Regions from separate parts of the Mus musculus genome. Here region 1 is linked to region 2. Evidence: chromatin contacts called from public HiChIP or PLAC-seq data. All regions are on one chromosome and are shown on one strand. Each heading gives the region's core, a stretch centred on a gene start, on an enhancer-like site or on the middle of the called end of the contact. The rest is flanking DNA. Distances are from core to core; before and after follow the strand shown. Region 1 has its middle 18 kb from the start of Cald1. Region 2 holds the start of Tmem140 (transmembrane protein 140).

Region 1 (4,544 bases), core at 1,329-3,828, 280 kb after region 2:
TTAAGGCCCTCATCCTAGCTGCCTGGAAGCCAGTATTCTGCTAGCAGCCTTCAGGTGAAGATGTAGAATTCTCAGCTCCTCCTGCACCATGCCTGCCTGGATGCTGCCACGTTCCCACACTGATGATAAGAGACTGAACGTCTGGATCTGAAAGCCAGCCCCAATTAAATGTTGCCCTTATAAGAGTTGCCTTGGTCATGGTGTCTGTTCATAGCAGTAAAAACCCCAATTAAAACAGCAGCACTGACCCCCTTTCCCACCCATGCTGGTCTGCTTAGTTCACCTTCTACCCATCTGCCTCAACAACCCAAGTCCTGGTGCTTCTGCCCTTCATAATTACTTAAGCCCTCTCCTGCTGTCACCATCATGTCCAGACTCCCTCCTCCAATCCCTCCAATTCCAGTGCTCAACTTCAATCATTGGACTATTATGGCCTCAGAAATACTGTCAGTGCCTTTACTACCTGCTGACTTGAATTATTTGCTTCGATTCAAGGATGTCTCATCCTTGCCTCTGTATAGATTAATTAAGTAATAGCTTGCTAATTAACAGTTGATTGAATGATGCCTAATTAATACATACTTTGAGTGCTGCTAATTCTATTCATTTATGGTGATACTGTAGCCAACAAGACAGACACAGAACTTTTAATATAATCTTTTAACAGAGACCATATTATATAATTACTGATGATGTGCCCATTTTATATTTCTCTGTATTTCTACCACCATTTTGAGCTATAATTTAATAATGTAAGAGAAATTGACATTTGACATATTACGTATATTCAACTGTGTGCAATAGTTGGCACTTTGACATTGATTGAGTGTGAATTTGGGCAGGCCAGAAACCCTGGAGTTTCATTGTCAATACCCTAATTAAGAGGTGCAGGTGGCTGGAGGAGGCGAACCAATGATTGGTCCTCCCACATGCTCATGAATACCAGGAATACCTCACACAGAACAGTCCGTGTATGGACTTCTGGAGACACTGAAGATACACTGTTCTCAGAGTTCTTCTGGAAGGTAGGAGAGGAGAAAACACCTGAGTGTGGCTAGGGTTTGATGTAGACACTTGAAGGTCAATTAACCAACTTCCTAGGAGCTACTTTGTGAGAGGGAACTGAGGTGAATGGCCAGACTCCTGGAGAAGTGTTAGCTTGCTCTTCCCAATGCTCTATAATGGCCACCTCTTCTTTGCTCGCCATTTCCACGGGGTGATTTTCTAGTTATAGATCCTGTACTTATGTATAATTTTCAATTCCATGATGTTCTACACAAACCTGTCCTTAGAAGTAGTATCTCTAAGTCAGTCTTTGGGATAGAGACATTCCAGGAAATTTTTATTGAACTTGTCTATTCAAAGCCTGTGTTGCTGCTCTACAAGACACGATAGTCAAGCTGTACACACAGACTTAGGAATGGAGACAGAGGCATATGGATAATTATTAGTCTCCATATTTCAGTGTCTGACTAGCACAAAATATCATAGAATGATACTTTAAAATTTTAAAAACAATTTGGTCTTCTTTATATGGTCCTCAGATTAGGTGATCCATCTTACTTTGGGTGTTATGAGGTAGGGAGCTCCAAGCAAGTCTTCCAAACTAGCATTTTAATGTGTTTCCCCTTCCCTGAAGAAAATGGAACTAGAGATGGGCTAGATTCAAGAAGACTGGTCTGCACCTTCTCTGAAACAGGGTCCTATGTCTTGGAGCATATCTATCTGGGGTCAGATACAAATGGGGACATTTGTCAGGCATGAGTAAGAGTGATCAGGAAGTCTGGGGCTATGCTCAGAAGAAGGTCTAGCGGTTCCTCCTGTCCATTTCTGCTGTCAAACAAAGACTGTGTTTCACTGGGAACTGGATTTTCTTAGTGAAATGAGAAGATTCAAGATTTCCCGTAGCTCAGTCAAACTTACTTTGGACATATCCTGAATTTAGACTAAGGCTCCGTGTAATAGATAAGGCAATCTTTCTCTGGGCACTACGTATGTCTTCTGTTGGCAAGGTACCTGAGGGTGGAGGGTCAGTTTGAACGTTCCTAGCTCTGTGTCAAATAGTGTTTTTTGTTTTTTGTTTTTTAAGACAGTTGGGAACTACAATGATCGGCTTACAGATGTTTCAAAATATTAAAAAAGTAGAAATATATCTTATTATCTCTTTCTGTGTGTTTAATTAGTTTACTAGCATCTTTTAAAACAAGACCCTGGGCCATCTGTGTTATCATTACTTTTCCCTTACACATCTCCATGAAGTCAGTAGGCGAGTGTTGTGGCAAGAAATGAGTTTAAGAACCTAATCTCAGAACCTGGAGAATTTCAGAACACAGAAAGCATACGCACTGCAAGTTAAGCCACTTGAGAAAGTACTCTCAGCGCTTACCAGCCATCTCACAGAGTTGACACGGAGTGCAAACATTAATAAATGCAAACATACTTTGTAAACAGGGGTGCCCAGTTCTGAGTGAGTGCCATTGATATAAAAACTGAAGACTGGAATACAACTCACCCTCCGAGTTTTGTTATTTTAAACTTTAATCGCTGCCAACTCCCTGACTATTGGACCTTGACCCTAGGTAGACCACAGAACACTGCTTTCTGCAGCCACAGAACTTTTTCTGATATTTGTCATTCCAAAGAGATCAGTGACATTCCACTGGGCACTGAGAGGAAAGCACACAGTTTTCCCTCAATATCAGGATAGACTATGGTTTTGGAAGTTCTAGTCAGGAAGTTAAGAAATAAAAAAAGAAAAATGTGTTTAGGATCACCTTTAAATAGAATTTCTAATGCTCTAAGGACCCATCTGATCGCACCCATGCCCCTCCTCTAGCATGCATGCTCTGTCCGGCTTCCTGCCCTCCACCACTCATTGTCAGAACCTAATGGTCTCAAGATTTGTTTTCTAAGAGGCCTGTGCCAAACTACACAAATGACTTACTATGCATTGCTAAGGCTCAATGGTGTTTGGTATTTTTCTCTGTCTAAAAAGCCCTTGTGCTCTAGGACTGTTTTGTCTTATAGCGACCCTCCTCTTACCTTACCCACTGCCGGCAACCATCTTCTTCTGCTCTGTCTCTGTGTTGTATGTTTCCTTTCAAAGTTTTGAATATTGCTTTGCATGTGAGTCTCTTGACTTATGTAGATGGAATTACTGTATATCGTCCGGATTCTTGTCTTTCTAGCTGTTATGCTTTTATGATCCAAAACAAAACAAAAAAGCAACAGCAAAACAAACCAAAAACAAAACAAAACAAAACAAACAAACAAACAAAAAACCACTGACAATAGAATTTGCCTTAGTATGATTCCCATTTTAAACTCAAAAGATAGGGGAAATTTCATGCTGAGTGCAAGCTGTGGTTAAATGTGTGTATGAACCGACGGTTAGGGCCTCTTAGTATCTTCTATGTCTCTGTCTCTGTCTCTCCTGCCTCTACTTGTAGCATCCTCACTGCTATGCACCTGCTTGCTCATCTGGATTTTGCTGTAACTTACTCTCTTTGCATCCTTTCTTTCTTCAGCTTCAACCCCCAGCCCCAATGAACGCTTCTTCTGCAACAGGAATGGAACAGAATCCTGACGGTCCTCTGCTTCTCCATCATGTTCAGAATGAAATACTGCAAGTCTCAGCTTGCCCCACCCTGCGTCAGACTTCATCTCTTTCTGCTCCTGACCCCTTTTCCTCACTGTAACTCTATTGTGCAACAACACACTGTGTTGCTCGGGCCTTTACAATGACATCTTACTCTGCCTGGAATATTCTTTCCCTTTATACATCTGCCGGACTTCTCCTGCCCTTCCTCAGATTTGTACTGCCAATGTCAACAAGATCTCACTGCACCCACCCTTCCCCACCTCCACACCCCAGAAAAAGGTTTTCCTTTTGAAAAAGGTTTTCTTTTGAAAAAAATTGAAGACATGGCTTATCCCACCTTCTGTTAGTTTCTTCTTCTCTACACAGCATAGATCTAACTGGATTGTTCTCTTCTTGCCTTCCCTCTACCGCTCATGAGAACAAGAGCTTCACAAAGCCCTTGTCTTTGATTTACTCATTACGGTGTCCTAACATTGGTTCTTGGTGTGCTGTTGTGTGAATAGATGGATGAGTGAATGATTGATTCATGAATAAAGGTTATTCTTCTAAAAAGAACTTCATCACCTGCCTCCTAATCATATTTCCAGCAGTCCATCTTTCCTTGGCCTTCCTCTGCTCCATCCACTCCGACATGCCCATGCCCACATTCAGCTTTCTCTCCAAGCTCTAGCCACATTAAGCCATTTCCCATGTTCTTTAATGAATCTTGCTTCCTCTGGTCTTCAGGTTTCTATGCATACAGCTCTCTCTCCCTTGAGTGCTGTCCTTGCAAGTGTTTCCAACTGGCCCCTCAGGTATTCCTCTAGGAAGCCTTTCTGATTGCCTCTGTCTGAGCTAAGTACCCTCCCACCCACGGCACTGTAAGTATCTAAAATCGTTGTATTTATCCTCCCCACCTGCCTCTTTATTTACCAGCATCATTTCTGTACTTTGTACCTTCTGG
Region 2 (4,358 bases), core at 407-2,906:
TGAGATGATAATACACACAATGTATGGAATGTTCATGCAAACATCAAGAAAAACACTGCGCTGTGTGAAACGGGATTCGGTAATACAAACAATTCACAGAAGAATGAACCTAGCAAGAAAAAAAAGATCTGTGTTTTTCCAGTGCCTCCAAGGTACGCTGGGTAACCTTCTTCTCCCTAAAGACTGTAGCTAGCATCCTCAGTGACACTCCAGATGCCAAGACTGGCTTCCTAACATGGTGACTCTGACTCTAAGGTTTGTGTTTTTGGCCAAATGACCCACTTTTACCGCCTTACCCCTAGGCAGTATCATAGAAAGGATGGAGTACTACAATGTCAGGCATAACGGAGGTCAGTTGTGTGTTAGAATGGAGAAGCAGCTTTTAGGAGCCAATTCAAAAGCACAGGGGTGGTCAAGGCATCCCTAGACAGGTGCACAGGAGAGAGAGGAGGCCATGGGTGGTCAAGGCATCCCTAGACAGATGCACAGGAGAGGAGAGGCCACGGGTGGTCAAGGCATCCCCAGACAGGTGCACAGGAGAGAGGAGAGGTGGAGAAAATCAGTCCTGTGGTGTTTCCCAGTGAAGGCCACATTAAAATGTTCCCAGAATTACGTGCTGTTGGTGAAAAGTGAGATTATAGAGCAAGCCACCATAGCCTTAGTAATTCGATAATGTGGGGACTAAAATAGCAGCTTAGAAAACGGGATGTGTGAGGCCTTGCTCCAGGCGCTGACTCTCAGACCTGCGATTAGGAAGACCCAGAGAGGAGGAAATACTGAAAACACACTTCAGCTGTCTCTGAAAGATTTCCCCCCACCCCCCCGTTTTTTTTTTTTTTTCTTTTCTCTCCTATCCAACAACTTGATTTTACAGATTAAAGAAGTGTAATGGGAGTTATTAATCAGCCAGAAAAGATAAGAAAGGAAAGAAAAGAAAAGAAAAGAAAAGAAAAGGAAAGAAAATAAAAGAAAAAGAAAAAGAAAGACCTGTTTCAAGGGACAATCCCCCCTCCATGAGTTTCCTTTGGGGGCTGATATCAGGTCTTAAAATCTTTTATGTCCTATAATTCTCTTTTGGACAAGAACACAGATCTTTTCTTTGTGTTTTTCAAATCTTGGTATCAGTTTGGCTGTAGTGACATGTTTTTGTCTGCCTGCCTACTTCTGGAGAACAATGTGTCCCAAAGCCACAGGTATTAATGGTACAAGCTTCCTGAACACCAGGCTGCATGCAGCTACCTGTGTGTTTCTAACCATTTACAGAGTTTTTGAGGCAGAGATGCACACAGTGATGCTTACGAGCATGGGGGCAGGACAGAGGTGAAAGGTTATATCACTCTCTGGGGAGAGAGGAGGCCACCGACACCAAGCAAAGCGTCCCCCCTTGGTTTGTTGCTAGAATGTGGAGTCTGGGAACTTAAACACCTCTTATCCCTTGTGGAGTTGTGGGGGTGTACTTACAAAAACCAACGCTGGAGCCCAGGAACACTCATCAAAAGGTGACACAGGAAATCAGCGTCTGTCTGGGGAGTCGATCTTCTCCTGGGCTGCTTTCTAAAGTCAGGCTCCAGAAACCAGGGCAGAGGAGAGAAGCTGCAAGCAGACAGCTCAGAGCTCCTGGGCTCTGCCTGCACTCGCAGGCAGTCGCGTTCAAGTAAACAGCTCTGAACTTTGGTACATTTGTGCTGACTGATGTCACTCTCAGCTGATTTCACTTTCGTTTTTTAACTTGCCTGTGTCTTATGACTTTTCAGAAATGAAGAGTGTAAACAACTTGTTGCTCATGGGAGCACATGACCCACAACTGGCGCACCCTGCCTGAGCCAGGTGAGGGTCCCGATTTTACTGTGCGAAAGTTGATACCAGCTTCCAGACCTCCAGGGCATTGCAACTCTTAGAGAAACACGACCCAGAATCTTTCTAGGGAGGGACCTTAGTTCACATGGCCAAGCTTCCAGCCAGTGTAGCTCCTGGAACCTGGGTCCCCTCTTCTCATTCCTTTGGAAGGCACCTATGCCTTGGACTCTCCTTTCAAAACTCAACCGATGATCTTGACTGTGTCTCTAGATTGGAAACTTTGCCGTTAGCAAAGTTATATCTAACAGTTATAGAGCAACAGAAACACTGTGTTCCCATTTCAAAGTAAAAGAGAAAGAAAGCTTTTAGTCTTGAGATCGCAGGGAGGGGACTCTTGCCTCCCAGGCTCACATGATCTCTGCAGCTTCAGAACTGGGTGAGCTTGGCAAAGACAGTAGACAGCTCCCAATAGCGCTAAACCCTTGGCGGCTTTCTCTACTTTCTACATGACACCCTGTACCTAACTGGGTCTTGGTTCATCCCAGGGGTTCCCTTTGCCGCCATGCTAGGTTAGATTTCTTGTTTCTGGGTCCCAGGCTTTTCTCTTTTCTGCTGTATTCACTTTTGGTAGAATAAATTCCAGGTGATTTACTGAGAAATGAGGGACACCAAAGGTTTTTTGTTTTTGTTTTTGTTTTTTTTTTTAATTTGTCAAACTGATATCTTTATTCTATTCTTAAACTTGTTCAAAGTTGGATAGAGTATAGTGTTTTTCTTTAAACTTAATTTTCCCATGCAACCTGGAGGCCGAGTTCCATGTTGTCTGCCTTTCCCGTTGCTAGGAAGTTCAGAGCTGGTCTCCTTCCCACTGTTGTCCTTTCAGCCTTTTGCCTTTAAAAGAAAGTGCCATTTTAATGAGGTCTTGCAAAGAAAAAAAAAATGAAATATCAACCATTTTGCCATTTTCAACTGGAAGCCTAAGTCCTCCACTCCCACCCCACCCCCTCACCCCCTTTGAGACACCACTTTTGCCCCTGAACTTCCTCACACCCTACCAGACAAATTTACTCGGGGAGAGTCTCCGAGCCCTTTGCTCTGATGTCTGACTTCCTGAGACCCACTATCTGTGCTGTTCCTGTGGAGCTGCACTTAGGGACGCTGTTGCCTCTTTTGAATGACGTGGCTCTTCTTAGAGTACTGCTGGTACTCTAGACAGTAGTCTGATCTCTCAGCTTGATGATTCGCTCCCACGCGCATCTTCTACCTTATGAAGAAGCTGGGCAAAGGTGACTGGTTCCAGTATGTCCAGCCTGTAAGGTTGGGAAGAGTCTTTGTACTGTGGTTGGGCGGAGGAGCCAGCCGGTGACTCTAACCTCCTAGTTGTACGTGATTGGAGCACCTTGCCTCTGCAGCTTGGAGGGGGAGTGAAGGGAGAGAGGGAGTCACGGTGGCATGCCTCCTTGCCATTATTATGAGGACTTAGTACCTTTACTTGAGTGTGTTTTTGCTATGTTTGTTATGTGTGTGAGTGCTCACACACCACACAGACACTGTGGTTGTCAGAGGACAACTTGCAGTTGTTTCTCTCTTTCTGCGTGAGTTCTGGCGATTCACTTCACATAATGAGGCCTGGAGCAGGGCTCCTTTACATCCTCAGCTGCTCACTGGCCCTGAAATATGGAGCAGAATCTTAGCAGGGCTGATGTATTTGAAATGGATTCCAGAATGATGGTGCCTAGGCTTTGAAGTTGCCTTTTGTAAATAGTGGTTGTTCTCTGAGGTTTATGGGGTTGCTCTTCTAAAGGACTCTCAGAGCCTTCCCATAATTCAGACGTGCCTGGAAAACAGAGAAGTCTCATTTGGCTGAGAGTTGCTTAGGTAATGGCTCCTTCAGACAATTCCTAGATCAGATAAGGTTTTGGTATGTGGAAATTGACTAGCTAAAAGTACCTTTTGTGTAACAATAAAGAGCCCTGCCCATCCCCCCTAAAAAAAAAAGTTTGGAGTTTAGTCCTTGGCAATTAAAACAGCATATATCTGAGTGATGAATGAGTCAAAGAAGAAATACAGAAAGAATTTTTATTTATTTCAATCCTGGAGTTAAATGGAAATGTACCATGCAGAACCCCTGGGACACGTTATGAGTGATCCTAAGAGAGAAAAAAATTTACAGCTCTAAGAACCTACACTAAAAAATCAGAAAGACCACAAATCAATGGCTTAATGCATCTCAAGAATTGGGAAAAACAGGAACAAACCAAACTCAAATCCAGCAGATAGGAAAAAAAAATCAGAGCAGAAATGAAAGGAAAAAGAATAATATGTAAAGCAGTAAATGTAATAAGCTATATAATTGGACTTAAAGACAAAAACCATATGATCATCTCAATAGGTCTTACTCATCTCTCTCCCACTGCCTAGTTATACCATTTAAAGTCTTTGCTGGTTAATCTAGTTACTGTAAATTCCTGGAAGATCTGATGGAGGTTTTCAAGAGAAGGGAATGTTTGGGTTTAATCTTCAAGGAGAAGCAGAGGCTTTCCAGATGTACTGCTAGGTTT

Evidence for each region. HiChIP or PLAC-seq counts read pairs in DNA pulled down with a chosen protein or histone mark.
Region 1: an HNF4G HiChIP or PLAC-seq map of pancreatic cancer cells shows a contact between it and region 2. The contact joins the enhancer-like site here to the promoter of Tmem140 in region 2. A contact is called at or near these places in 2 of 39 promoter capture datasets (cranial neural crest and second pharyngeal arch cranial neural crest), 1 of 15 datasets of contacts at CTCF or cohesin (the NIH/3T3 cell line) and 4 of 115 datasets of contacts at active chromatin or transcription factors (bone marrow-derived macrophages, extraembryonic endoderm stem cells, pancreatic cancer cells and 1 more).

What each region holds. Positions count from the first base shown.
Region 1 is chr6:34,577,750-34,582,293 of GRCm38.p6, reverse strand. No RefSeq gene overlaps it. Among named protein-coding and RNA genes, the nearest start is that of Cald1, 18 kb to the left of the region's middle. Within about 2 kb of position 2,578, at least 17 of the 459 cell types and tissues checked have an H3K27ac peak or open chromatin away from gene starts, as enhancers often do. A contact at or near this core is called in pancreatic cancer cells, where this site is marked.
Region 2 is chr6:34,860,444-34,864,801 of GRCm38.p6, reverse strand. It overlaps Tmem140 (transmembrane protein 140), which reads right to left and starts at 1,656. Exons shown (of 2, transcript NM_197986.3): 1 at 1,462-1,656. It also overlaps a transcript of Agbl3 not described here.